Linked DNA regions of Bombyx mori: region 1 is linked to region 2. The links are chromatin contacts, called in public Hi-C maps. All regions are on one chromosome and are shown on one strand. Each heading gives the region's core, a stretch centred on a gene start, on an enhancer-like site or on the middle of the called end of the contact. The rest is flanking DNA. Distances are from core to core; before and after follow the strand shown.

What was found. A called contact is a pair of places that touch in the nucleus more often than the background predicts.
Region 1: a contact with region 2 is called in a Hi-C map of posterior silk gland, with 1.7 times the contacts expected there. The contact joins the enhancer-like site here to the promoter of LOC101743362 in region 2. A contact is called at or near these places in 3 of 7 Hi-C or Micro-C datasets (middle silk gland, posterior silk gland and whole pupa).

The regions. Positions count from the first base shown.
Region 1 is chr13:4,996,224-5,003,928 of ASM3026992v2, forward strand. The region is part of intron 1 of LOC101743362 (cyclic AMP response element-binding protein A); the gene reads left to right. Among protein-coding and RNA genes, the nearest start is that of LOC134199956, 19 kb to the left of the region's middle. Within about 2 kb of position 3,873, at least 3 of the 8 cell types and tissues checked have open chromatin away from gene starts, as enhancers often do.
Region 2 is chr13:4,950,764-4,958,174 of ASM3026992v2, forward strand. It overlaps LOC101743362 (cyclic AMP response element-binding protein A), which reads left to right and starts at 4,610. Exons shown (of 7, transcript XM_004927904.5): 1 at 4,610-5,025. The coding sequence starts at 4,963. LOC134199954 (a long non-coding RNA gene) reads right to left here. Exons shown (of 2, transcript XR_009974650.1): 1 at 5,802-7,411; 2 at 4,657-5,047. It overlaps LOC101743643 (TBC domain-containing protein kinase-like protein), which reads left to right. Exons shown (of 13, transcript XM_004927906.5): 13 at 2,038-2,867. The coding sequence ends at 2,163.

The sequences.
Region 1 (7,705 bases), core at 2,623-5,122, 45 kb after region 2:
AGTTTCCTGGGGAATTGCCTCAAAAATCACTGCAAAAAGTTGTCGGTTTTTGGTTTTGTTTTTCAGTGTTACGCTTTTTTCCATCTAGGCCATCGGCCCGCGACCAAAACGTGCGATAAGTAACTCTACTCAAAAATACCAGCTAAAATTTCCACACAAGATTCCGTGATAACTGTAAAACCTTCGTCGTGCGTCTTGCCAATTAAATACAATGAAAATAATTCGTTACAGCTGATTACCGACATTATTCGTTACGATAATTGGAGCATGTTCAAACCTTATCGCAAACTGGTTCAGCCATCAGAATGTGGACGCTAAAAATTAGCGGTATAATAACAAAAAATATATATATATCGATCCCGACGTACAGGTTCAACGACACTACGACTCTAATAAATAAAATAGCATTTATTTTGTTAGTACCGCACGTTCTGATCTTATTGTTGATTCTCAATAAATTTTCGATAGTTGAACTTTGTGGGAAAGCAATAAAGACTATTTTAAAACAGCACGTTACATATTTGGCCCGGATTCGGTTGATTTCTTCAAGGAAAAGCGAGTCATCGTTGAGTGCGAGCCGAAATGTTGCAGTAATAGTTCGCTGAAGCCAGGTTGGGCAAGCTGTGTGGACTAAATCGACATTTCTCAAAGAAAATTCATTGCCCAAAACTATCTGAATTGAATTAAATTATTATTCATGTTTTTAGATGCTTTTCGTGGTGTTTATCTTAATAGATAGATATATTTCTTCTGTGCGTGTGTTTGTCACTGAACTCCTAAACGGCTGGACCGATTTTAATAAAAAAATCTGTGTACCTTCAGGTGGATTCGAGAATGGTTTAGATTTACAAATCAGCCCGGCAGATGTCGCTGCAGTCGGCCTCAAGTTATTTATTAAAAAAATTATATGGCAAAACAACGTTTGCCGGGCCAGCTAATATCTTGTACATTTAAACCTCAGTATGTCGTTTATTTCCTGAACGAAAACGGACATATTTGATTGTGATAATACAACCTACGTAACTTAGGTTATATTGTAGTCAAATAGCTTACAAGAATTCTTCATCAAAGGTTCGACACGTGATCAGGATATACTAAACACGTCACACCCATTTGAGATTATGTTAATAAATCGATACCTAATTACCATAATACGATCTCCGGCTGGAACGTTGGATGTGACATTTTGGCGTTTTAGTTAGTGCAACATAACAGGTATTTTTAATTAAATAAATTAATTTTCTTGAAGAGATATTGAATAATAATGTTCAAAATAGATATCTGTAGATGCACGAGCTTGAATGATATTATTTTTAATAATGTTCGTGAGCTTATTGTTTGAATACTTTTAAGACGGTGTTAGGTTTTTTTGTGTATTACATGATAATATATTTAGGAAATAGCGGGTTATTTTAAAACGATGCCTATAAAATATTAGAGACTTTTTGGCGGGAACGCGAGGAGTGAAGTTGTGTGATTTGTTTTATTTTGTCTATTTAGTGTTTCTTCGAGGTTAAATGTGTAATAACGGTGGTTTATTAACTGTTTAGTATCTGTGAAAGTGCACAAATATGGGAAAAAGAAACAAAACCGCTGAACATAACTTCTGGATCAGGATCCTCCAAAAAGTCTACTGAAAAAGTCTCAGTAAATGACCACCATTTTACTGAGATTATATTTCATACCATATCGTCTCATCTCATTTCATTTCATTTCACTTCATATTATCATTTTTCATAAAAATTAAAATATAAATTAAAATAAGACTTGACCTAAAGGCCTTAGTTACCAGTTCATAAAATCCCTTAAAAAAAATTAGATGTTTAACTCTTTTTGACATTTTTATTTGAGGGTAGATTGCCGCTGGCTATAAAAAACAGTACGGAAAAGGTCAAAGGTTGGTTTGGTGGTGATTTTTAAGTCCGTTCCATTTTACTGTTTGATTGTTTCCTTGAGTTTTACTTTAATTTTCATAAATCTGAGTGTAAATAAATCTCATTGTCAAAGATTGCTACTTATAAAACCATTTGAGGTAACTTTTCTTGTTTAAATTTTTTTCTGACGTATGACCTAATAGATAATTATAGTGTATGTATGAATGTCGTTAATGCAGTTAGTTCAGTGAGTAGGACACGTCCGATAAACACTAAATAATAAAGACGATATGACGTTTCAATATTTAATCAATCTAGTTAAGGTTAATCAATCTAGTGAATTCAAATTAAGTTTAATTAATCAAAAGACCTAATTCTCGATAAATAAATTATGCAATAGCAATTTTCGCTCACAAACGACACGATAATATAATTATATTTCGTAAGACAATTCGCCCTTGAACATAATCTATTAAATAACAATGTTTGGAAATAATATAGTTTGTTCCAGTAAACTTTTAGATATGGTATCGGTATAGTTGATATAAAACATTTAAAACATTTGAGGAGTGACTTTTCAAAACGGCTTATTTCGGGTTCCCAATTTTACTTATTTTTTTAATGCCAATCGGAACTTTGTGTACATTTACATCGTATGACGTGAAGTGTCCGGTTCTAAAGTACTTAAATCTCGAAGAAAATGGCCATAGAAAATGCTTTCCGCAACAAAATAGCTTAATTCACATTAATTCTCGGCCCTACTAATTATGATAGGTGTTTTTTTCAAAATGGCTCACATCTAGAACATTTTGTAGGGAAATTTTGTTAATACGTATCAAAAAGGCTTAAAACAACATAACAAAATGGCTTATTTCTTAGGAGTGCTGAAACAAAACATCTTATTTCTTGGAGTTTGCGACTAAATTGCTTATTTCCCTAAATCATATGATAATAACTCATAATTTAAAGTATTAAAAAAATATATATACACTGTGAAACGATCTATTAACCTACCAAGATTATGTAAATAAAAGTTTGTTACTAAAAATGTTCATGTATGAAAAGTTTTCGTATTTTTCTTGTTCCTGAAAAAAATGATCATACAGAAATAAGCCATTTTGAAAAGTCACTCCTCATTTGATATAAAACACGAAATGACGTAAACGACATCGATCGATCAATTCTGTTTGCTCACAGTCTCACAGAACATTACCGACACATTTAAGATTATGAGAAGGATATAATAAAAACACAGCGTCTTGTTAACTTCTGCGGTGAAGCTCGGATAGCGTAAAAGTTAGCTCATATTTGTATGGAATGGGATCGTTTGCCTACGTTTGCCGCTAGGGGCGCTGTTCCAACGACATACAAAATTGGGCTAACTTTTACGCTATCGAGAACGTTAACAAACTCGCACTAAGCACAAAGTCTCACCATAAACCGGAAGAAATGGTGATTACTCGGAAGGCGCATAACATCTGCTCACGGCAATGATACTTAATGACGACCACAATCGCTCTGACAAGAGTGATACGACAAAAACAGAGACACATCAATTAAACTTTCTTAGTTTAGAACTTACCAATGCGTTTCGGATTGAAGGCTGGACAGCCATTGTAACTATACTAAGATCTTAGAACTTATATCTCGAGGTGGGTGGTGCATTTACGTTGTAGACGTCTATGGGCCACCCACCTAATCAAAAAAAAAATCAGCAAAAAATTAACTAAGATTGCTAATGCAATTGCAAATTAAATCTGTGCTGTTCAAGACACAGATGTCAAAGCTTTTTGAGTTACACGTGGTCCGATGATTACAACGCTTCTGTTCGAAAGATAAACAAAACGTTAACCTCGACCTCTGAGGTTTACGAGCAAGTATAATTCTATAATAAAATGTACTGTGATCTGGAAAATGTACAATGTACTTAGTGTGGGTTCAGGATTCATGGATTACTGGAATATGTCCGCTACAGAACGTGTCACGAATATGTGCTTTGGACGATACGACACGGAGCTTTGAATACCTGCGGTCGGCCGTGTTGGAAATTTGTCCTATTTACATACATACTGTGATAACACGCTTTAATATTTGCAAATTTAATATACTACTATATATTATATTTACTACTACGGTAGCGGTAGGACCTCTTGTGAGTCCGCACGGGTAGGTACCACCACCCTGCTTATTTCTGCCGTGAATCAGTAAGGCGTTTCGGTTTGAAGGGTGGGGCAGCCGTTGTAACTATACTTGAGACCTTCGAACTTATATCTCAAGGTGGGTGGCGCATTTACGTTGTAGATGTCTATGGGCTCCAGTAACCACTTAACACCAGGTGGGCTGTGAGCTCGTCCAACCATCGAAGGAATAAAAAAATAAAATTTTTTTTTATGGGATATGTACCTTGTTTAAACGAGGCTTGCTGAGAATACTCAATAGTAGGCGGCGGCTTGGCTCTGCTCCTGGCACTGCTGACTAATATGAGCGACGGTGACCACTTACCATCAGATGGGCCGTGTACTCATATGCCTACGAAAGCAATACAAAAATTAAAAAAATGAGGGTCGAAGATTATTTCCGATTTTCCGTATGTGTATGTTTCCGGTATCCACCATAAGCTACCACAGTAAAGAAGGGTGATAAAGAACGAGACATGGGGTATAATATTCAATTGCCGACTATAACGACTGCCCTTTTGGCGCGAAGGTTCAGTACACTCTAGATTAGGGGTTCCCAAACTTATTTTTACAGCCCACTTTGAGATTAAGCTATTTTTTAGCGTCCCCATTTTTTCACCTACTTAAAAACCACTATAGCCATAGCTCAGTCGGTGTCTAAGAGTCCTTCTAGATGAAATTACAAATCGTCTCTCAAACCTATACACAACGCCCCCAATTTTTTTTCTGATTCTCTTATCGCCCCCTTTAGGCCTGCAGCACCCACAAGGGGGCGTATCGCCCACTTTGGGAGAGGCTGCTCTAAATGAATAAAATTCCGTGCCCACATTTAAAGTTCATATTCTGTTAATTCTAACCGATAATCTGCAAGCGCAATAAATTGTCCCTTCGGTTGATAATTAAAATTTGTGCTTTAAGATTCGCGTAGAAGTTGTACACAAAGTAATACTGACCGTGGACCCGATCACTGTCAAGCGGATATCAGTAACGAGCTGCCAAATGAATCATTAAAACGTACAATAACAATGACTCAAGTTTCCAAACGTATTGTGTTATTTAACTTTTATATTTGCTTGTCCGATGTCGATACCTTTTCTGGCTATGCTTTCTCTATCTCTGCTCTTATTGATTTGATCTAGGACCGACAATAAATCTTACGATCTGCATGTATTAAATGTATTTAATATGTACTAAAACGTAATATTCATTTAATTCGGCGTGGCTTAAAGGATAAGACGTTTGGTGTCGAAGTAGTATCAAGTGATGCAACGGTACCAGGGTTCTAATCCCACCGATAGCTATAATTTTTCGAAGGAAATATTTATTTTATTCTGCAATCAAAAAATAACTGCCCATTTCTGTAATATAGCAGTAATGCGTTGCGGCTTGAAGGCTAAGGAGCCCGTCATGTCCCTGGGTTGGATGGCGAAATCTACGTCAGTTTCGTCAACTTATTCACCTATGAATGCAATAAAAATTAAAGATAACATTAAAAACGCAGCCAAATACGCAGATATATTCTAAATACACATAAGGACAACAATATAGGATCAAATTTATTTCATAATGGTACATAACAAATGTGACAACAAAACTATAAACACTAAATCAACGAAGAATGATTGAAAGTTCGAAAAACAATCTTTATCTGGCACGTGAAAAGTCATAACGCTACAGTAGGTATACATGGAATATAGATTCACCTGTCGCGGTCTGCATTCCATTTGTACCGTTAGAGGCGACTTCTACCGCTAGTTTGGCTTAATTCATTTTGAGGTTTACACCTTTTTTGGACACTCCTAGATTATGGATACGTGTTGTTCAAGAAACCTTTGTGTAGTAACTAGGCTGTTTGAATAATGGATCTCATTGCCAAATATTTTTATTTTTTATCGTCGACAAAATTTAAATGTATGCATGCGTCTAATAAATAATACAGTTGCAGACTACAAAGACCAAATAAATGGTATTCGATTGAATCGTAGCCACAAAAGCCAAATATATTTAAATGTTAAAAAATAATGAAATAAAATTATTTTCTAATTTTTTTATAATATCTTTCTACAATTAACTATTTTATTTTTAGACCTCAAATTCACATAATTGTCAATATCTTGAAACACAGACAAATTCGAAAAACAGTTGACAAGGGTTCCTTCGGTCAACGAACTTCGACCACAATCCCTGACTACTCAAGAATTACATTATTTTTATTTATTACATTTATTTACTTTAATTACTCAATATGCTAATCAATATGCTATTGAAAAAAAAAATTACTATGTCGATTTTTTTATCGATAACACTAAATGTGTTCACTAGCTACGACAAATAAAAGGAAATTACATAAAACATAAAAGATTAACAAACAGGGGAGAAAGACCGTACTTAATTTTATTTATGTACTCATATTTATTTATAAACTTTACAAAGTCATAATAACGACAATTCGGACTAACACTCACTAAGATTATCTTATAAAATTAGGAAAACACGAAATCATTTAACGAATGAAACGACACGGACTTTCTTATCTTTATGGTTTACGGCTATATCGTAATTGTAATAATTAAACAAATAGATAAGGATTTTGTATAAGAATAATATTTACGATGAAGTTGGGCTTCCCCGGCGTCATGTGCGGGTTATTTCTTGAGAGTTCGATTATGACGTAATAACGTAAAATTATAGTCTCATATGTACGTCGTAATATTGTGGCTCATGCTGTTTGCACAGATATGCTTAAGGATTTTTTGTTATTAAAACTGGTTTATTCAGTTGCCTCTGTCATTGACAATAGCATAAAGATCGTGGACAATTGTGTTAATCATTCTTTTGGTTCACTTAACATCAATTAAGACATGAGCCGGTTTATATATCTATGCAATTAAATAAAAAATATAATCTTCACAGAAAAAAGAAAAGTTCAAACTTGTTGAACAGCAAATAAAATCTGTTCACAAGACCATAATTTGTTACTGTGTAACAAGTGCTTTAATTACTTGTACAGCTATTACGGAAAAACTTGGTAGCGTGTTTGTTAGGACAAATTGCGAGATCTATTTTTATTGTTATTTTTCATAAATCTTGTATTGATTGAGTAATTTTACGATACTATATTATATTAGCGCAAAAGAAAACATATTCCACTTGTAGATCACAAAAACCGTAAAGTTACTGTCGCTGCTTTCATCCTGAGAAATAATCACTAATGTAATGAAACACATTCGACGGCTTCAAGCTAAGGCTTAGCCTATATTTTTTTTCTCGTACCTATTTGCTGGTAGCCTAGGAGGCTATTCCAGTTCCAGGTTTAGCCTAAGGTATTGTGGGTTGTCTACATTCAGAACCGGCCGAATATATTTCATTAATGTACCGAATCCAAATTTAACAGGGCGGTTCCTTAATAACATTTTCCGTACAATTTCACTAAGAAAAATTTGTAACCGATAATACCACGAAAATTGATTAAAGGTCTGTCATTGTTATATAAAAATGCTTACTAAATTAATAAGTAAATGCTTTTGCGGAAAATATTATGTTCTACTGATGATTCAACACGCGATGCAGTCTATCTACTTATGAGAGAATGCTTATATAAATATTACATGTTTATTGACTATAAATGTTATTTTAACACTTAACTGTTTGGCG
Region 2 (7,411 bases), core at 3,360-5,859:
ATTCCCACATCGGGCAAACATTCTTGTAATGAACAGGTTTGTTTGCTCTTTGACTGGGTGTTTTTATATATATTTAAACATATACCAGTATGTTTATCAGTCTCTGGTATCCATAGCTCAAAGAATCTTAAATTGCAGATTTTTTTTATTTATTGCTTAGATGGGTGGACGAGCTCACAACCCACCTGGTGTTGAGTGGTTACTGGAGCCCATAGACATCCACAACGTAAATGCGCCACCCACCTTGAGATATAAGTTCTAAGGTCTCAGTATAGTTACAAGGGCTGCCCCACCCTTCAAACCGAAACGCATTACTGCTTCACGGCAGAAATAGGCAGGGCGGTGTTACCCACCCGCGCGAATCCACAGGAGGTCCTACCACCAGTAAAGTGGGAGTCCAATGAATATGCGTGATTTACAGTTATTATTATTATGTCCAATTAATATTAATTTAGCCGAGTATAACAAAACTTTGTTAACCGATTCGTCACCACTACACGTACACTGATAAAACGAAATTACATAATTCAATAATATAAAACAATAAATTCGTATAGAATTCCTCAATTATTATCAAAGTTGCTTAATTATGTACGTTACAATTGGATTGTAGGTAATGAGTGACGAAAGTAAATGATAAATAAGCCAGTTTGGAATCGTATAGCAACTCGCTTACTGAATGTCATAATTATATAGATTATTACTACATTGTAATTTTTTATTATAACAATGTATAACTTTAAATAAAAATACGCGCGGAATGAACAAGAAAATAATTTAAATTGCTGGTCACACTTTTTGAGGTAGACCGACCTTCCTACTTTACTACTGACTTAAGAAATTGAAGAGGGTAGTGTGTTATAAAGTTAGGGAGGAAACGCTCGACTTTTTGGCAGGAACGCGAGGAGTGAAGTTGTGTGATTTGTTTTATTTTGTCTATTTAGTGTTTCTTCAGGTTTATTAACTGTTTAATATCTGTGAAAGTGCACAAATGTGGGAAAATGAAACAAAGCCGCTGGACGTAACTTCTCGGGATCCTCCCAAAAAGTCCACTGAAAAAATCTCAGTAAATGTCAGTAATTCATCCCAGTTGATTAATGTCTCAAATTAATCGTCTTCATTTCATTTCACTCCATATTATCATTTTTCATAAAAATAAGAATATAAACTAAAATAAGACATGACCTAAAGGTCTTAGTTACCAGGTCACATAAAATCCCTTAAAAAAAAAGAGGCAACGCTTCGATCTAATGCAGATGTTGGCTGTTTTTTCCCCCTACCTATTCGCCGGTAGCCAGCTATTGCAGCTACGCACGGACGGTTAGGTGAGCTCGCGGGCTCAACTTAAGAGAATTTGCTAACATTAGCCCTAGCCAAAGCGGTGCTTCGCAGAATCTACCACCGGATCGGAATTGCGACCCACTGAGAAGATTCTGCGAGAAACTCAGTGGGCTAGGTAGTTCCGCGCGTAGTTCGAAGCTACCAGTGATTAGGTAAGGAAAAAATAAATAATAGTTTGAAAAAACTGACAAAATACGTTTTTATAGAAAATCCAAGTAAAAAATAGAATTATTTTTTTAATAAATTTGAATTAAAAATAGTGTAAGAAAAAATGTTAATACTTATGTACGCGCGTAAGAAGTTATACTTTATTTTTATTAAATTTATTTCTTTTTTCTTATTTAAAATTTAATCTTCATTCTGTTAATTTTGTGTCACGGTGCCCGCGGATCGTAAAATTTCACTCTCATCAATTTTTTATAACGCGCCTAAAGAAATATAACTTGAAAAAGCGAATTGTCTTCGGTCCTTAATAAATATACCAAATTTCGAGTTAATCCGACGTTTTGAAGGGGGTCAAAATCATGTTCAAAGATTCCGTTACAAACATACATACGTCTGAGGCTAATAAAAGCCTATTAAAAAGTGTTTAGCGATAGGCGACTGCGTTCCTGACGCTAGCAATGTCGAAGAGACATTTATTAATACAAAGTGAGAGGTAGATGTAAATTACAAAGTGTTTAACGTTTGTTTCAGTTCAGTGATTATTTAGTGAAATGCGGTGTACCTAGAGTCTGCATTCTGCACGGAGGCATCGCCGCTCTGCAAACTCATATACCTTCGCTCTTCATAACACCACCCACCGGGAACACAGGAAAATGAATTTAATCAACACGAAATTCAAACAGCCAGCTCTCTTGAAAATAATGAAGAAGAAGCAGTAATGCATTTCCACTTGAAGGGTGCGGCAGCCTTCGTAACTATACTGAGACCTTAGAACCCGTATCTCAAGGTGGGTGGCGGCATTTACGTTGTAGATGTCTATTTTATTACGTTTTATTACGTACATAGTATTTATGCACATATATGATGCATTCCTCTTTGTTACAATAAACAATAAAATTTATTTATCGCATAACACGCAATGTAATACAATTAAAATGAACCACTAGACATGAACCTACTAAACATTAAATGTAGTGTTTTTTTTTGTATGAGGTAGTATCCTTTTCGCAAAATCATTATATACAGGATGTATTTTATCTGGATGGTTATCGTATTGTGTTTTTAATTCAGATTGCTTACACTATGTAAGCAATATTATAAATCAAAGAAAACGATTTTTTGTTATCTTCATTATCGGCTATAGGTAAAACGTATATTATACACGTACGTATACAACGAGGTGTTTTTTTACACCTGCATGCTTATAATGTGATATTAATCTTATTAATTTGAATTAGTTCAATTTTGTAAATAATTTTACTAGATATTCATTAAGTATTCAAAGATCTTTTATAATACAAATTGATATTTAAATGTTTTACTCTCTGTAATTTAATATGAATAAAGATTATCTGTGCTAATGTGTAGTAAAATTTATTTACAGACCTTTTTAATGAACAGAAATGGAACTTAAATTAAAAAGCTATCGTCGCTATATAGAATTTTTGACATAGATTAATAGCTCATATCACGGTTTTAAACCAAATAAATATGACCGATTTTGGCCAAACGGTGGAAATTTACTTCAATTAGTGCTGGAAAGATTCTGAAAGAAATGTTCAGCGCTTTTGTTTCTTTAAAATTACCAACATATCCTCCACCCCGTCCTCTATGCACACACTAAGCTGTTTATAAGTCATCATTATTAATTGTTACCCTGGAATAAACATTAGGTTGAGAAAATTCAATTATTGACTTTACATCTCAAGATGGGTGGCGCATTTACGTTGTGGATGTCTATGGGCTCCAGTAACCACTTAACACCAGGTGGGCTGTGAACTCGTCCACCCTTCTAAGCATTAAAAAAAACATGGCCCTTTGCGTTCCCACTGGCCCATACCATACATAAGAGAGTACTTTATATCAATGTACATTGATGCTTTTTGCCTTCTCAGGAAAGTGGGTTTTTAGTTTTCATCAACTAGCAGGAAAAGGCCCTCAATACGGAGTTTTATACTATTTGTTATTGCTTAGATGGGTGACGAGCTCACGGCCCAACTGGTGTTAAATGGATACAGGAGCCCATAGACACTTACAATATAAATGACGCCACCCACCTTGAGACATGAGTAACTTTGGCTATCTGATCCTTCCAACCGAAATGCATTACTTCTTCACGGCAGAAATATCCGGGGTGGTGGTACCTACTCGTACGGACCCACAAGATGTCCTACCACCAGTTGATGTTTTTTTTTTTTTGTGTATAATAAATAATATAATATGTTATAAAAGCTTGTAAAGTGGTCATTTACAGCGTAGGTTATTTAAAGTTCAGAAAGGCATATCTTATTCGCATATTCCGTTAAACGAATTTGTGGTCAAGCTAACTGAGGGAAAGTTTAGTTCTTAAGGAATACGCTTCTCAGGTGTTTATTAGTTGCAAAAAAAAATTGCATGACTTTTATTTATTTATTTTATTTATTTAAAAAAGTACTGCCACTTCACATACATTTAACATTGAAAATAACTTAAGGTATTTAATTTATGGCCTGATGCATGTGACAATAATGGCATACATAGCATTGACAATTCATCGGCTCGAAGAAGGAATACAATAATCAAAAAAAAACCTACTGAAAACATACCTTGAAATTAAAATTCAAGAAGTAAAATAGTAATAATTGTTGAAATATTTCGAGGTCTAATAAATAAATGTCATATCATATCAAAAAGAATGGAACTAAAGAAAGAACGAAAAAGAAAGAAAAAACAAAAGAAAGAAAGAAAACAAAAGAAAAGAACAAGAAGAAAAGAGAAGAACTGACTTAATTGTGATGTTTTCAAATTCGCTTAAAATCTTATTGCCTTCACAATTTGTCAGCAGGATTTGTTATGATAATGAACGACGTTGTGGAGTGCAATGAATTTATTAAATAAACGTAAATGTGTCACCGTGTGTAGTAACACAAAGGGGAAACGTGTATTCCCACGGCTTCATCTCGGTCGAGAAGCGCTTCATTGAGATATAAGAGTTCACAATTAGTAGAGTATTGTGTGGGCCGGACGCAGGCACCCCCTGGCGTGTGTCGTTTTTACCCCCTATCACGTTATGAATGAGAAGTTGGGTGTCGCTATCAAAGAGGGGGCGGCATGAAGTGGGGAGCGTGCACGCCGCTAACGCCGTCCGCGACCATTCGCTGGCCGCCCTCTGCCGCGATAGTGTGTACGATTCTCGAATACGGGCGCACCAAACATTCCTCGCGTTCGGGCAAACTTCATAAAAACACATTTTTATTGCAACAACAAATGGGCATCGATAGTGTAAACGATTGAACGTAAACTCGTGATAATGCACAGTGTTCTTTGAGTTTGTTTGCTTAATAGTTTGGAACATTACGTACCGTACAGTTCCGCTCGGCGAAAGGACAGCCGGTGACAGTTGTGTTGTGCGAGTTTTTCTCGAGGGAGTTTCTTGTGCTTTCGCGTCGGAGGCCGTAGTGCTACACCGGCCCCGACATGGAGGTTTATTTCGACATCTCCAATGATCTGAAGGACGTCTGGGAGGCGGACATCGACCCGGTGAGTCGACCTTGCTCATAATCTATAAAAGCGCTTTTTTAGCTAATTCATTAATTGCATCTCTTGTTTAATTGATAAATCTTATCGCGTTATATTATTCTAGTAGATACAATTAATGCGAAGTAAGTGTAAACGGATAAAGTTCAGTATTGATAACGCGTGATAACGCATGCGTTTGTGTTCGAGTGTTCGTTGTTTTGAAACCTACCTGCTTTTGCATTCGTAATAATAACATGCCAGAAGTGATTGCACAGGCATATTCATGTTTCTTAATGTATTTAAATGCAATTAATCAGCATGTCCCGTGGATAATTTTTGACTTCACGGTGTGGCAAAATCGTTCAAAACGAAAATGCCCATCGCTCATTATTAAGTACCTAATAACCGCCGGGGTTTTCCGAATCGTTTTTTTATCTTTCGATTTTTATGTGGATTTCTAATTGGAAATTGTAATCTAGTAAAACTGGTGTAAACTAGTTCGAAACTGTAACCCAACAGATTTCAAACTTAGACTCGTATTTCAAGAAAATAAATTTTGTTTTAATAAATAAAAACCAAAAAAAGAATGTATACGCTAACATCAAAATGAACTCTATTCTTTAGCATTTCAAAGCAACAGGTCGTGAGACCGCTATTATTAAAACAGACCGCTGTTTACAACATAAGTTTAAGCGGAAAATTATTTCAGGAAAAAACGTATGTTTTGAGCCAAACAAAATATGCCCAACAGTTTTGTTACACGAACTACCTAGCAATTATGAACTTTTTGTACTTACATGATTAAACGGTTATCCGCCAAGAAACTAATTGAAACTCCATTAGTGAGTAACACTTTCGCGGTGCTATTATCTCTTGAATGCCGTGTATCTTGTTATAAATAAGCCTGGTGCAAATAGAAGCACCCACGCCTTTCCGTTGCTTTCTAGGTATTCATCAACATGTACAAATTAATTAATGGCTTCACATTAAAATTTCATTAGTAATTTTTTTCGGGAGGTCTGTTTTCAAAATCTTCGACATGAAAGACTACATGATTGGAGATAACGCTAATAGTAGTACCTACCTACCTACTTTAAATTCCGCCTTTCGTGTGTGTCTATTTTAGCAAAATAAAATTCAAACTACGGAATATGGCAGATTTTTCATGCATTCATTGTTTTATATATCTTAACATTTGTCTTTTCATAAATATTTATTACGTGTTCAGTATTAATATTCATGTAGGTATAAATTATACGGAAATGTGACAAAATCTATTTAGGTATTTCTTTTTTAGTTTTATAAAACCTAACCGACATTTGTCAATACCTAAATAAAAATTGAAAGATTTTTGAAATGTTCATTACGAGGAAATAATAGTTAAGTATATGTTTAAAAAAAACTTTAAAACAAAATAGTGTATTTCAATAGTTTTGCAACTTTAAAAAAATTACGGGTATTTCTATAGTTTTGCGACGGTCATAGTGTGAAACGTCAAAGGATTCACTAATATTATAATTTAAAAGATATAACGATATGGTGAAATCTAAAGACCAATAAAATGATGTGGTCATTCAATAGTTCCAACATGAATTCCGTCACCCATCTTGAGACATACGTACTGAGTCTTGGCTCGTGCGAGCTCATGATTCACCATCGGTGGTGATTCGGGAAATATTACATTTTACGGGTTTGATTTTTATTGAATTACGTGCCTCTAAGATTCGGACTTTCTAATTCAAATTACTTATTTATTTAATTTTCGTTTTACCGATTACGTCACTGAGTATTATAAATCGGTTCATCTTATTGATTACCTGGTAAAAGTTAAAACAATATAATGATCGTTTATTTAATGTCGGTCAAGTAACGATCGGACCTTGGTTCAATAGAAGCGTTATCACGATTGTTTTGAAAAGAAATTGTCAAAAAACACGCTCTAAATATTATATAATATACTGAGTAAAATATTTTGTAAATTTAGATGTATATATGAAGTCATTTATCATTGCGAAGTTTTAGAATAAATACTAAGCTCAAACTTATTCTGAATTTTGGGTTGAGTTATAAAATAATTCAACTCTCCTATTCTATAATGTAAACGAGCTATCGTTCGTAATATTTACTGTTATCATGAAATACTAATGCAAACTTAATGGTGTATTAATGCGGATTACATTCAGTTTTGGTAGGTCAATGGGACCTCTTAATATTCCGGCACCTGTAGCTTTCCGCTTGGGTGCTTAATGGCTGATAACCCGGCTAAATCGTGGAGATGCAATGCGTGAAGTGATTCGTAATGTGCGTCCGTGCCTCCACGTTCGGCCAGGTTGACTGGGCGTACATTTCTTATGATCGCGGCGTACGGTACACTGTGGATCGTCGACCTGGAGCATTGAACTACGAA